Regions from separate parts of the Ovis aries genome. Here region 1 is linked to region 2. The links are chromatin contacts, called in public Hi-C maps. All regions are on one chromosome and are shown on one strand. The core of a region is the stretch at or near the end of the contact, and the rest is flanking DNA. Distances in the headings are between cores, read along the strand shown. Region 1 overlaps SEC22C (SEC22 homolog C, vesicle trafficking protein). Region 2 holds the start of VIPR1 (vasoactive intestinal peptide receptor 1).

What was found. A called contact is a pair of places that touch in the nucleus more often than the background predicts.
Region 1: a Hi-C map of liver shows a contact between it and region 2, with 4 times the contacts expected there. The contact joins the enhancer-like site here to the promoter of VIPR1 in region 2. A contact is called at or near these places in 8 of 16 Hi-C or Micro-C datasets (hypothalamus, liver, mixed tissues and 4 more).

What each region holds. Positions count from the first base shown.
Region 1 is chr19:14,688,121-14,694,229 of ARS-UI_Ramb_v3.0, forward strand. It overlaps SEC22C (SEC22 homolog C, vesicle trafficking protein), which reads right to left. Exons shown (of 8, transcript XR_009597354.1): 8 at 5,010-6,109. Among named protein-coding and RNA genes, the nearest start is that of SEC22C, 28 kb to the right of the region's middle. Within about 2 kb of position 3,016, at least 5 of the 54 cell types and tissues checked have an H3K27ac peak or open chromatin away from gene starts, as enhancers often do. A contact at or near this core is called in liver, where this site is marked.
Region 2 is chr19:14,649,464-14,655,515 of ARS-UI_Ramb_v3.0, forward strand. VIPR1 (vasoactive intestinal peptide receptor 1) reads left to right here and starts at 4,091. Exons shown (of 12, transcript XM_042235883.1): 1 at 4,091-4,261.

The DNA.
Region 1 (6,109 bases), core at 1,766-4,265, 38 kb after region 2:
GAAGGGTTCTGAGCCAGCCCCTATGTGGCCTAGAGGGAAGGGGTCCTGCCAGGGTGATGCCCACTAGAAGTAGGGAGCTCCAAGATTAATTCAGAAGCTCGATAAATGTCAATTTAGACCTGGGTGTTTCCTACCTGTCCACTCTACCATCCTCAATGTGTTGACTTTTGTCCTCAGATTTATTGTCTCTTGATTGCAAGATGGTTGCTGTTGCTCCAAGCATCACATTCTCACAGGACCTCATTCACTGGCAGGGAGGAGAGTGCTTCCTGTGTGTCTCTTTCTGTCAGGAAAATAAGGTATCCCAGAACCTACTTTCTATATACTCTCTTCAGGCTCCTTGGCTAGGACTAGGTCACACACGCAAGCCCTGGCTGTAAGAGAGACCAGGCTTCCAGAGGCAAGTTCATCTAATAAGGAAGAAGGATGAATCTGATAGAGGAAGATAGCTATTGAGTAGGCAACCAACAGAGTCTGACTCTCAGTCTTCTTTGCGATGCCTCTTTGGGTAAGTGTATGGCCCTCTGTATTCCCTCCATCTGAGCCTGGGGGTGTGGTAGATGGCAGAGGAGAGGAAGCCAAACCAGTGACGGGTCAGTGGTCAGACCTATAGAACATTCCAAGTCTCTGTGCAAAAAGAGATTTTAGACATTTATCATTTATTTATATACTTGGTTGTACCAGGTTGCAGCATTTGGGATCTTGTTCCCTGGGACTGAACCCAGATTCCCCTGCATTAGGAGCACAGTCTTAGCCACCTGACCACAAGGGAAGTCCCAGACAGAGATTGAAAGTAGGAAAGTAAACGTGTATGAAAGTCTGGAAGAATGGAAACCTGGCTTCATGGGCACACCACCCCAGCTGCTACCTTGAAGGAAATTATTGTCAGTGTCCGAGTTGCACATCCATTAAACTGGTGACAAGGAAGAGGAGCGTAGCGTGCTGCTGTGGCAAAAAGACACATCTGCCAGATCCCACCCAGCAGCTGCCACGCCACAGGAAGAGAGGCCCCCACTCCCCTTCTGCCTTCCACTTTCTCCCAAAGAGCTTCCCTCTAAGTTGCATCTGAATTCTCAGCCATCAGGGTGTCTGGGCCTTCTAGCTTCTGCAACCCAGGGAAATATGGAGGGGGCCAGGGAGGGGACACCAAGGGCCACTGGGCCGTTTCTAGCACAGAGGCTCAGGTGACTTTGCCTGAGTCCCCAGAAATCAGAGCCCATGACCAGGAACCAGGAACAGGGAACAGAGAAATATGACACAGGGAAACCTAGAGCACCAAAGCTCCAGGTGGGTTATCGAGCTGGTCGCCGCTCTGCCAGTGGGAACTCGTGTCCATGGGGACCCTCCAAGGAGTGCCTCACACTGCTGGGCAGGGCAGGACCGAGTGTAAGCAGATGCCTGCCGTTGTCCCGCACTGACTCTGGAGGCCCTGGGGCAGAAAGCAAGAGCTGTGTGGGACAGCTGAGGTGGGGTCAGTCCCGTCTTTTCTGCAGGAGCGGCAGAGGTAGGTGAAGAAGACACGAGGCAGAGCCCAATACAGGTGGCCTTGTGGCAGGAGAGAAAGAAGCCTGGCACAAAGCTAGGCTAGAGTCTTCTCAGGTCTCAGTGGACATTCACGGTGGCCAGGTACTCACGGGCTCCCAGCCTGTTCTCTCTGCTCTAGGCCCCATCTCAATTCACTCTGGCTCCTCAGACCCCTCCAGCCCCAGCCATCTCTCCATTCCCACCCTGGGGATGAGCTGCTCTTACCTCCGCACTGGGCCCAGCAGTGCTGAGACAGGTCCACAGGTCCCCACTCAGCCACCTTCCCCGTGCCCCATGGAGCAGAGGAACTTCTGGAAGCTTCCAGGCCTCTGGGAGTGGAAGGAGGTTTGGGAGAAGGTGCCTACTCTGACCTTCTTGCCTTCAAATCTGTAGCTCCACTGTTTTTACCCAGCAGGGCCCCCTGAGAGCCACAGGCTGCCTGGTGCGGGGCAGGGGAGGCTGTCTTCCAACGCAGAGGGGGACACACCCGCCTCTAGCTTCGGTTTTCAATTCCTTTCCCTTCAAGGTTTTGTCCCAGAGAATGAAACCTAAACCAGGATCTGAGAGATGTGTCCCCTCCCCTTCCCATCACTCACCGAAGCTGGGTTTTCCTCCCCACCTCCATCCTGCCCCCATTCTCCCCCTGTCCTCCCCTGATCCTCAGCCCCTCATCCTCCTTCCTTCCATCCTCCCCTCCCCACATCCTCCCTGCTCCCAGAGATGGCTTCACCCCTCCCCACCCCTTCCCTGGTTGTCATGGTAGAAGGGCTTCAAAGGAGTGGGATTTCAAGGCTTAGGGCATGAGAATGATACCGGTTTATTATTTTCACAGTATTAACGTCATTCTGTTCACTCAGCAAATAGTGACTGAGCTCTTGCTGTGTGCACTGTTCTAAACAGAGACCAAGGCAGAGGTCCTGTGCTCATAGAGCTGAGCCTCCGATGGAGGAGTCAATAAATAAGAGAGGAAAATTATCGAATAAAGAAGGCAAGAAGGGCTTGGGGAAGGGGTGCTCCGTTGGTTGGGGTGGTTGGACAAGGTCACCCCAAAGGGTGGCACAGTGACAGGCTGTTTCCCTTTCCTGGTCATCAGAGGATTTTAAATGATATATGTCAGAGCTGGGGCCCGGAGACTTTGAGGTCCAGGTCAAAAGATCCAGTCCCCTGCCTGTGCAGCAGCAGCCCTGACAGTATGTGAGAGCTACATCCTGGCCTTGGGGCCTCAATGCCATCGGAACCTCCCCTAAGCAGGGGCTCCAGTGCCCACAGCTCGCATGGTCACTGGGAGGGGATACCTGCTTGGACACGGGGAGAGTTGTTCCTTGGAGCTACACTGTGGCAGTAACCCGGTCCAGAGATTCCATCTGGGTGTGGGGGCCGAGAGGCAACCCCCCCACCAACACCCAACACCAGTTCAGTGTCCTCTGTGCCAAGTGACAGAGAACAGATCGCTCTTGAAAAGACTAATATTTACTCTTCAAATGGGCGCTGGCACAGGCTATTTCCTGCAACTGGCGACGGGCTCACCCCATGGGCTGGACACGACAAGAGGCGTTCCGGGAGACAGGCTGATGTCTCCGCGGACACCAGCTGCCCCGAACGAGACAGTGTCTTTGAGATGGGGACGGCACGTTCCACAGTCCCATCTTGTCATCTCACCTCTGCTTACGCACCTTCATGGTGGGGTGCTCACGACCTCCCTGGGCACTGTTGGACAGCCCTGTGAGAAAGTGCATCCTTGTTCTGGCCCTGTGTTCCTCACTTTCAGCCCTCGCTCTCATCCCTGGGGCCTCAGAAAATGTGCCTGGAACAACCCCTCAGGGCAGGCATGGTCCTGGTCCCCTTCTTGCCTCCCAGCTCCAGCCCCCTCCAGTTTCGCTTCCCCAGGGCTCACTCTGCTGGCCCTGGAGCCGGGACAGGCTATTTATGGGGTGGGAGGGAGACTTGCCTGGGGCACACCTCTGTTCCCTGCAGCTGTGTGCTCTCTGTCCCCGTGAGAGCCCTTTAGCGAGTGCCTCCTGTGGGAAAGAACCTCCGCCAGGAAACTCTTGGTCAGACGGCCTGAATCTAAGAAGGAGAGGGTCCCTGGTGGCCAGAGTCAGCTCCCACCCACCTACGTTCCCTCTCTGCCAGCCCCTCCTCTCTGTTCTCTCCCCTCCCCCTGCCCCCATGGGTCCCAGAAACCATCCCCACCCATTACAACCCCTGGGCTTGGCTCAAGCTCCCCAGTGGAGCCCAGGAGGCTGAAACACTCCAGGAGCACATGGGCCTTCGGAGAACCCAGAGGCAGGCCCTGTCAACCTGTGAAGTCCAGTCAGGCCAGGGCACCCTGGAAAGATCTCCAGGGGCAACACAGTCCCCCTGGTTCTTCCAGGGCTCTCAGACCTAACTGCTGACTCTAGCCAGTCCTCTTTTTTTCCGTTGTTGTTTGGTTGGTGGTTTTTTTTAATTCCTTATTTTCTCTATGCGTGCTAAGTCGCTTCAGTTGTGTCCAACTCTTTGCGACCCCAGGGACTATAGCCCTTTATAGTCCTCCTGTCAGGGGACAGGCTCCTCTGTCCATGGAGATTCTCCAGGCAAGAATACTGGAGTGGGTTGCCGTGCCCTCCTCCAAGGGATTTTCCCAACCCAGGGATCGAACCCGTGTCTCTTACGTTTTCTGTATTTACCTAACTCCCAAACTTCTGACTCCCTATAGGCAACCATTCAGATGAAATTGACATGTATCTTTCGGAGTATATTCTTAGGAAATATGTCATCATTTTGTGCACATATGTTTCTAATTTGTATAAATGTCATTTTTTTGCTGTGTGCTACATTCTGAAGATGTATCCATGCGGCTCCATCTAAATCTGGCTCTTCTGCCTCCTGCTCACTGCCCCACAGTAAGCCTGCATGATTTATCCGTCACAGTAGACATACTGGTTGCTTTCTGCCAACAAAAGTAATGCTTCAGTAAACATTTCTCCTCATACGTGTCCCCTTAAGAATCTGTGTAAGAATTTCCCAGGGACACAGAACTAGAATTGAAGTTCCCACAGCATCAGGTGCAGGTAGGCTAAATTTGGGGAGGCAGCTGTATCAGTTTTCTAGCACTGCCAGAACAAAGTGCCACAGGCTGGGTGGATGAAAGGACAGAAATTTATTTTTTCACATTTGTGAAGGCTAATAGTTGGAGATCAAGGTGATCCATAGGACTGGTTCCTTCTTGGCCTACAGACGAGCACCTCCTCCCTGCGCTCTCCTGAGGTCTCCCCTCTGTACATCTCTTGTGTCCTAATCTCTACTCTTAAGGATTTGAGCCCTCTTCGTATGGTATTTTTTTTTTAACCTTAATTACCTTTGTAAAGACCATATCACTTCCCTGGTGGTCCAGTAGTTAAGGCTTCCCTTTCCAACGCAGGGTGTGTGGGTTCAATCACTGGTGAGGGAGCTAAGATTCTCCCCCCCGACCAAAAACAAAACAAAACAAAACAGAAGCAATATTATAACAAATTCAATAAAGATTTTTTAAATGATCCATATTTTTTAAAAGACCCTATATCACCAAATACAGCCACATTTTGAGGCACTGGAGGTTAGGACTTTGACACTGAATTTGAGGAAAACACAGTCCAGCCCATACCAATAGCACAGCTCTTCAGACTGGTCATACATGGAGTCCCATATCCCCTCAACTTGCTCCAATACTTGCTGCCACCCAGCTTTCCGAGTTTTGCCAAAGTCATAGGCATAAGGTGATACCTTACAATGGTTTAAATAGGTATTTCTCTGTATTTCTAATGATTTTAAGCATCTTCATATGCTTATTAGCTTCCTGGGTTTTCTCTTAGGCAAATTGCTCATTTTTCTGTTCAAGTCCCTTATCTTTATTAATGATTTCAGGACTTGCTTGTATATTAATCCCTTGCTGATTTCAGACATTGTAAATATCTTCTCTCATTCTTTAAACTTTACACATGAAATCATTATTTGTATGTCATCAGATTCACTGATCATTTCACCTTGAGGGTTGTGCTTGTGATGCCTTTTGTTTAAGAAGCACTCTTTCATCCCAGGTCAAATACAACACTCCCTGGTGTTCTTCAATGAACATAATAGTTTTTCATCCTGTACATTCAACCGGGGATGTCTTAGAGCTGCTTTAGCAGAGCCAGGAGCACTCAGGTGGGCCCCTTCCTGAGCCTCACTCCTCTGCTGGCCCTGCCCAAGGATGCTGTCAGGCAGCAGCCCTGCTACCTGGCCCCACAGAGGTTTCAGTTCAGTTCAATTGCTCAGTCATGTCCGACTCTGCAACCCCACGAACCGTAGCACGCTAGGCCTCCTTGTCCATCACCAACTCTCGGAGTCCACCCAAACTCATGTCCATTAAGTCAGTGTTAGAGTCCCAGAAAAAGGCAGGCACTTCATCAGCCTACACTAGCACATAGCCCTCCTGGCACAGAAAGGGTGCCCTTTATGGGTCAAGATCCCTTTTTATTTTCTGTGGCACTTTTTATTCCAAATGCACCTTGTTCTCAGCCCAGAGGACAGAGCTCTGGGCTACACTGTCACCGGCTACCTAGGACAGGCCTCAACTCCTACA
Region 2 (6,052 bases), core at 2,841-5,340:
CCAACAATGTGAACGGCTCTGGAAGGGGCATCCTGAGCAGTGACTCCCCAGGCCAGTTCCTGGTTCCTACCATGAAGGCCAGACAGTGCTGTGAGTGCCTGAGCAGGGAGCCTTCAAGTAGTGCATGCACGACTCGACTCCAGGAGGTGGGAGAAGACTGGGGGAGGCAAGAGTGGCACCCGCTGCTAGGATGTGGCAGGCAGCCAGGAAGCCAGGCAGGCTCCAAATGAGTAACTGCAGATTCTTTCCTGCCTTGCCTGTCATCACAGGGAAAGGCAAGTGACTCTCTCTCTCTTTCCCCCTACACCCTTGCACTCCTTGGATTCCTGCATCCAGAAGGGAGCTGGGGCTTGGGCCAGAGACTGGAGACTGGTTCCAGGGATCCAGGAGGAGAAACCTCAGAACAGAATACTCCTGGAGAAATCCATTCAAGAGGACAGGAGGGAGCAAAGGGCAGGAGGTGGCTGCAGCCCCCTTCCCAAACCTGGCAAAGGCCAACTCCAGAGGCACTTGGGCTTCAGATAGGGTGGGGGATGGGGAGTGGAGATTCGAGTCTCTCCTTCCCACACCCTCAAGTAGTCTGTCTCCCTGCTCAGTTCTGATATCCCTCCCCAGCCCAAGAAGCTTCCCCAGACCATTAGGCAGGTGAAAGGATGGTTTCATCAGATCCCAAGGACTCCCCAGGAGTAGGCCCCTGGGAGACCTCTCAGTGCCTCAGGACATAGAACTGGACATGCAGGAACATAACTGATCAAAACAAGGTCAAACTGACTCGTGGTTGAATTTTTCAGGGTTTTGTTTGGTTTTGCTATTTTCCTTTTCCTGCGCCTTCTTTCACTTCTGAAGTTGTTTTGTGCCTTTTGCTAGGTAAGGAAGGGTGGGTCTCCCAGGAGAACAATTCTGAAAAAACAAAGAAGTAATTTTCATTGTAAAGAATCTACACAAGAACTATTATTCCTTAGTCACCCGCTTCCTTCCTGGGAGTTTGAGGACTGCAAGGGCATCCAGGGGCCCTGCCAGTCACTCTTACTGCCACCAGCCTGCCCACATAGCCCTCCAGCTAAGGAGGGGGTGTGGTGTGGACACCCTCCAGGAGAGAGGAGAGCAGCCACCCCCAACTGGGAGCCGTCAGATTTCCACCCTTCCTCCATTTTCCCAGGACTTCCCTGGTGGCTCTGATGGTAAAGCATCTGCTTACAATGCGGGAGACCTGGGTTTGATCCCTGGGTTGGGAAGACCCTCTGGAGAAGCAAATGGCAACCTACTCTAGTACTCTTGCCTGGAAAATCCCATGGATGGAGGAGAGTGGTAGGCTATAGTCCACAGGGTCGCAAAGAGTCGGACACGACTGAGTGACTTCACTTTCACTTCCATTTCCCCCCTCCCACTTCTGCCCCCATTCTGGGCCTCACCAAGAGTCACTTGGCTAAGTGGGGTCTTTGTTTTTTGTTGTTATTGTTTAGTTGCTAAGTCACATGTGACTCTTCTGCCACCCCATGGACTGTGTAGCCCACCAGGCTCCTCTGTCCATGGGATTTTCCAGGCAAGAATACTGGAATGGTTTGCCATTTCCTTCTCCTGAGGATCTTCCCAACCCAGGAATCAAATCCACGTCTCCTGAAGCTGTCTCCTGCATTGCAGGTGGATTCTTTACCACTGAGCCACCAGGGAAGCCCCAAGTGGGGTCTGGCTGACTCCCTCGTATTCCCCAATGCTCAGCCTCCTCAAATGCATTCTCAAGTACCCAAGCCATCTGTCCTCAGAGAGAGCAGAACTTCAGCAGGCCAAAGGACATGCCTTAACTGTGGGACCTCATCAGCATTATTCTGCAGGTGATCAGGTGTGTGTGTGTGTGTGTGTGTGTGTGTGTGTGTGTGTGTAGAATGGGAAAGGGTTTATGAGAGCCAAAGCTCATGGATTTGCCGTTCCCATCTAGGACTCCTGGGGCACTGTGCCAGCAGAGGTGACACTCCAGAATGAGGACACAATTCCACTGCCTTGCTAGAGAACTGAGGCCTCAGTGGGGGTGCTGGCTGGGCACAAGGAGTGGCAAGGACCTCTGACCCCTGAGCCTAATCTGGCCTCCAGAAGTGAGAATGGCTGAGGAGATGGTTGGTGACTCACTCTTCAAACACTTCCTCCCTGGAGGAATTGAGTCCAAGCCTCAGAATGGCCAGGGCAAAGGCATCTCCACAGTTCTCTAGTCTGGGGAAGCGCTTCTGTCCAGGCTAACTGATTATATTTCCATAGTTTAATAGTTTATATATTTATAATGGTTTATGTTTAATAGTTATATTAAATATAACTGATTATATTTCCACTGGAAGGAGGTGGAAATCTAGGGGGAGTATAATAGCTCCCCAGGTCCTTCCCAGGCAAGAGATGCTGCTGACTTCATCTCTGTGCCCTGCTGCACAGCACAGAGTCTGGCACATAGCAAACTATTAATGAATGTGAGACGAAGGGAGGATGGGAAGGAAGAAGTGTAGAGAGAGAGGGAGAAGAGAGAGTAGAAGATGAGTAGACATGGAAGGGAAGAAGGAAAGGGAGGACGGGAGAGAGAAAGCAAATGCTAGTATCCAAATAAGCCCAAATCAAGAAGGGGCTGGACGCTCATCCTTTCCTGGCTTTCCCTTGTCTCTCTATAACTATATCCTGCTCCATCAGTGGCCAGAGTTCCCCGCGCTGTAGGGAGGAAAACCCCAGTGGGTCCGCAGGGAATTCCGTCGCACCTGCGGGTCACCCAGCGCCTGGAATAGCATCTCCTTCAAGCTGCAGCATATCCCGCAAGCGCCCAGGGATGCGCAGCCCTCTCCGCCTCTCCAGAAAAAACCGCCCTCCCCTAACTCCTATCACAGTCACTCACCAGACACCCTATCCCACTGCCACCACCGCCACCTCCAGCCTCGATCTCACCTTCTAGAACCCTTGGAAAGAGGGCAAGGCAGCCACCTGCATTTGGTCCACAAGAAGGAGACCTTTCAGGGCGCCGCGCCAAGAACCTGCGCCTCATTCTAAGGACGAATAAACCAAGCCCTGAGGATGAACGGTGGAGACTGGATGGTCCGATGTCAGCCGCTGAACCTTGGAAGCGAGGCATCGGAGGCAGGCGGCCCAGGTCCGGGGGTTTCTCTGTACCTCGGTTTCCCAAGCTGTAATATAGGGAAGGCGGGAAGAGGAGGACTCCGGTTGTTTCAGGTCGGATGCGCGGGTTCTGGACTCGCGCGCTGGGAAACAGACCTTCCTTTTCCGCGCGATGGCGCTAGAACTTAGGTTCTGCCTTCTTTCGGAGGTGCTCCGGCCCGAGATGCGCGAGGGCGCGGACATGCCATCCTTCCTGAAGCACTACCCTCGACTGGTCATGAATGATCCGAGAGCACAGCCGGTATCTAGCGCGCCCTACTAGGTCGCCAGGGCTCGAGGAAGGCACCAGGGATCAAATAATCGGGCCTCACTTGCACCGTAACTTCCCTTCGTGTGGCCTCTCCCGCGCGAGGGATGAGTTGGGGAGATTGGAAATGGATCAAACAGTGAGCCCCACTTTTCTGGGGCACTTGCAGCCCAGAACCTTAAGAAAGTCTCGGCCTTCAGCCTGAGGGATTAGAAGTCACGATTTGTCTTGTAGTCCGGCCCGCCTGCACCTACCCTCCGAGGTGCAGAAGTGAAAAATGGGGAGATTGGGAGGCCTCCTAGAGCAGGTGGCTCTAAAGGTGAAACAGCAGAGCGCCCTGGGGTGGGGCTCAAGGGGCGTGCGGGAATGGGAGATCGCAGTCAGGCTCTTGGAAACGTCGTGAGCCACGCACAGAAAAATGGGGCAGTTGGGCTCTCGGGATTCCCGGAGATGCGGTCCCAAGGGACGAAAGTCTACCCACACCTCGCGGTTGAGGATTGAAGTGTGAGACTGGTGGGGGGAGCGCGCAGACTCCCTACTAGCCAGGGCGCCCCCCAGCCCCGCCCCACACCTGCGCGGCCGCCCCGCCTCTGCCGAGCCATTGGCTAGACCCGCCGCCCGTCAGACGAGCCCCCAGGGCCCGCCCACGCCCCCGCCCAGAGCGGCGCCTCATAGCGCCAGGACCACCTAGGCAGCGCCACTGTGTCAGGCTCCCCGCCGTCGGCCGCGTGGTGCGCCGCCCGCCTGTCAGTTACCGGCGCGGGGCCGCCCGCCGCCGGCTCGGGGCGGACCATGCGCCCGACAAGCCCGCCGCCCGCCCGCTGGTTCTGCGTGCTGACCGGCGCCCTCGTCTGCGTCCTCGGCCCCGCGGTGAGTGTCCGCCGGGCAGCCCGGAGTCCCGGCAGCTGGGGGTGGAGCTGGGGTGACGGGAGCCCGGCCGTGTGCTCACGTCTGTGTGGAGGGGATAAGGGGCGCGGAGCATGCGGTCTCGTCTTCGCTGCGCCTGAGACTGGATCTAAGACCCGAGGGCGGCGTAGGGTCTCCCTCGCGCCTAGTCCCTTCCCGCGCAGCCTGGAGCCCGTTCTGCGTCAGAATCTGGGACACTCGTTGAGGGGCGGCGGGAAAGAGCTAGCTCCAAACTTGCCTTGCGTGTAACGGCTGTGGGTTGGCGAAGTCAGTGAATGCAGGGTCGCGGACTGCGGGCCAACTGAAATGAAAGGTCTGGTAGACAGTAGGTTAGGGGGAGGCTGTGAGGGCCGTCGTTGTGTGCTCTGCCCGCCGGGAGGTGTCTGTGGGGCATTAAGTTACTTGTAAGAGTGACATTCAGCAGCAGACCAAGCACTGAGCACCCGCCCCCCACCCCGGAAGGGGCCTTGGGGATCAAGTGACTGGCAGGCAGACCCTTCCTGTGCCCTCCCACTGAGCAGAGTTGAAAGATATGGAGCCCAAGGTGGAAGGTGGTGGGCAATGAGGAGTTGGGGTGGTGTTTATTGGAGAAGGCCAGACATGTGCATGGGAAGGGAGCAAACAACCAAGAAGCAGAGGCCACCCTCTTCCTTGCACTTCTGCTTCATCTCCGCATGGGTATGTGTGTGTGTGCCCCTGGTACCCATGTGCCCCATGTGTGGATGTGCCCATGTGTGTGCCTAGTGGAGTGGGGGACACTCACTTGGGTTGCAGGGCAGATTCTGGCTGAGGCAGGAGATGCATGGGTCAACTTCCTGTAAGATCAGGGAAGACCTGAAGACTACCCAAGCCCGTTTTACAGATGGGCAAAGTGAGGCCCAAAGATATCAGAGCCACACCTGTCCCCCACCCATCAGACCTGGACTGAAGCTGATTTCTTTCTATCCCTCCCCTGGAACTTGAGGAATCTGTGGTTGTTGCTTGGGCAGAGCCTAAACCTGTGGGTTCCAGGTCTGGCACCAGCTCCAGGTTGGCTGGTGGGTGGATGGAGTATATGGGTCATCTATAGTCTCTTCTGTCCCATGAGTATCTCCCTGACGATCACCTCCACCAGGGCAGGAATCTCTGTTTCCATCTCGCTAACGTGCTGCACACATGGGCTGGAATGCTCATTGCTTGTCCTGGGAGCAGACATTATGACAATTGGCATAATTCTTCTCTCACTGATAGCTATGGTGAGACCCACCTCCTGAGCTCTCAAAGCCCCACCAAGTTCTGGCCCTGAAGGCACACTCTGGAAACACAGCCTCTCAAGGTAACAGAGCTTCCAGGCCTCACCAGCAACCCTCTGGCTCTCCCACCCCTGAGCTCTGACCACTCAAATTTTCCATGGATGAACCAGGGATCTTGGGACCACCACTGGCACCACATTCTCCCATTGCTGGAGGCTTCTCAGTCTAGGGGCAGGCTGGTTTCAGTGGGGTCCCGTTTCCAGCAACATCTGCCCCCCACCTCCTGAGACAGTTCAAGCCTGGCCCTTGCCATGCCTACCCTCCCCTGTCTTTCCACATCTTATTTGGTTAGTTCCCAACTCCAGCTCCTCCTCCAGACAGCCTTCCCTGATTGTTCCAACCCACTGAGCCCTTCCCACTCTGACCTCACTCTTCAACCCTAGCCTGGGCCCTTTTGACCACCCCATGGGATCAAGGCCTAAGGTCTCTCACCCTCCCATGTCCCCTGCAGCCCAGTGCAGGG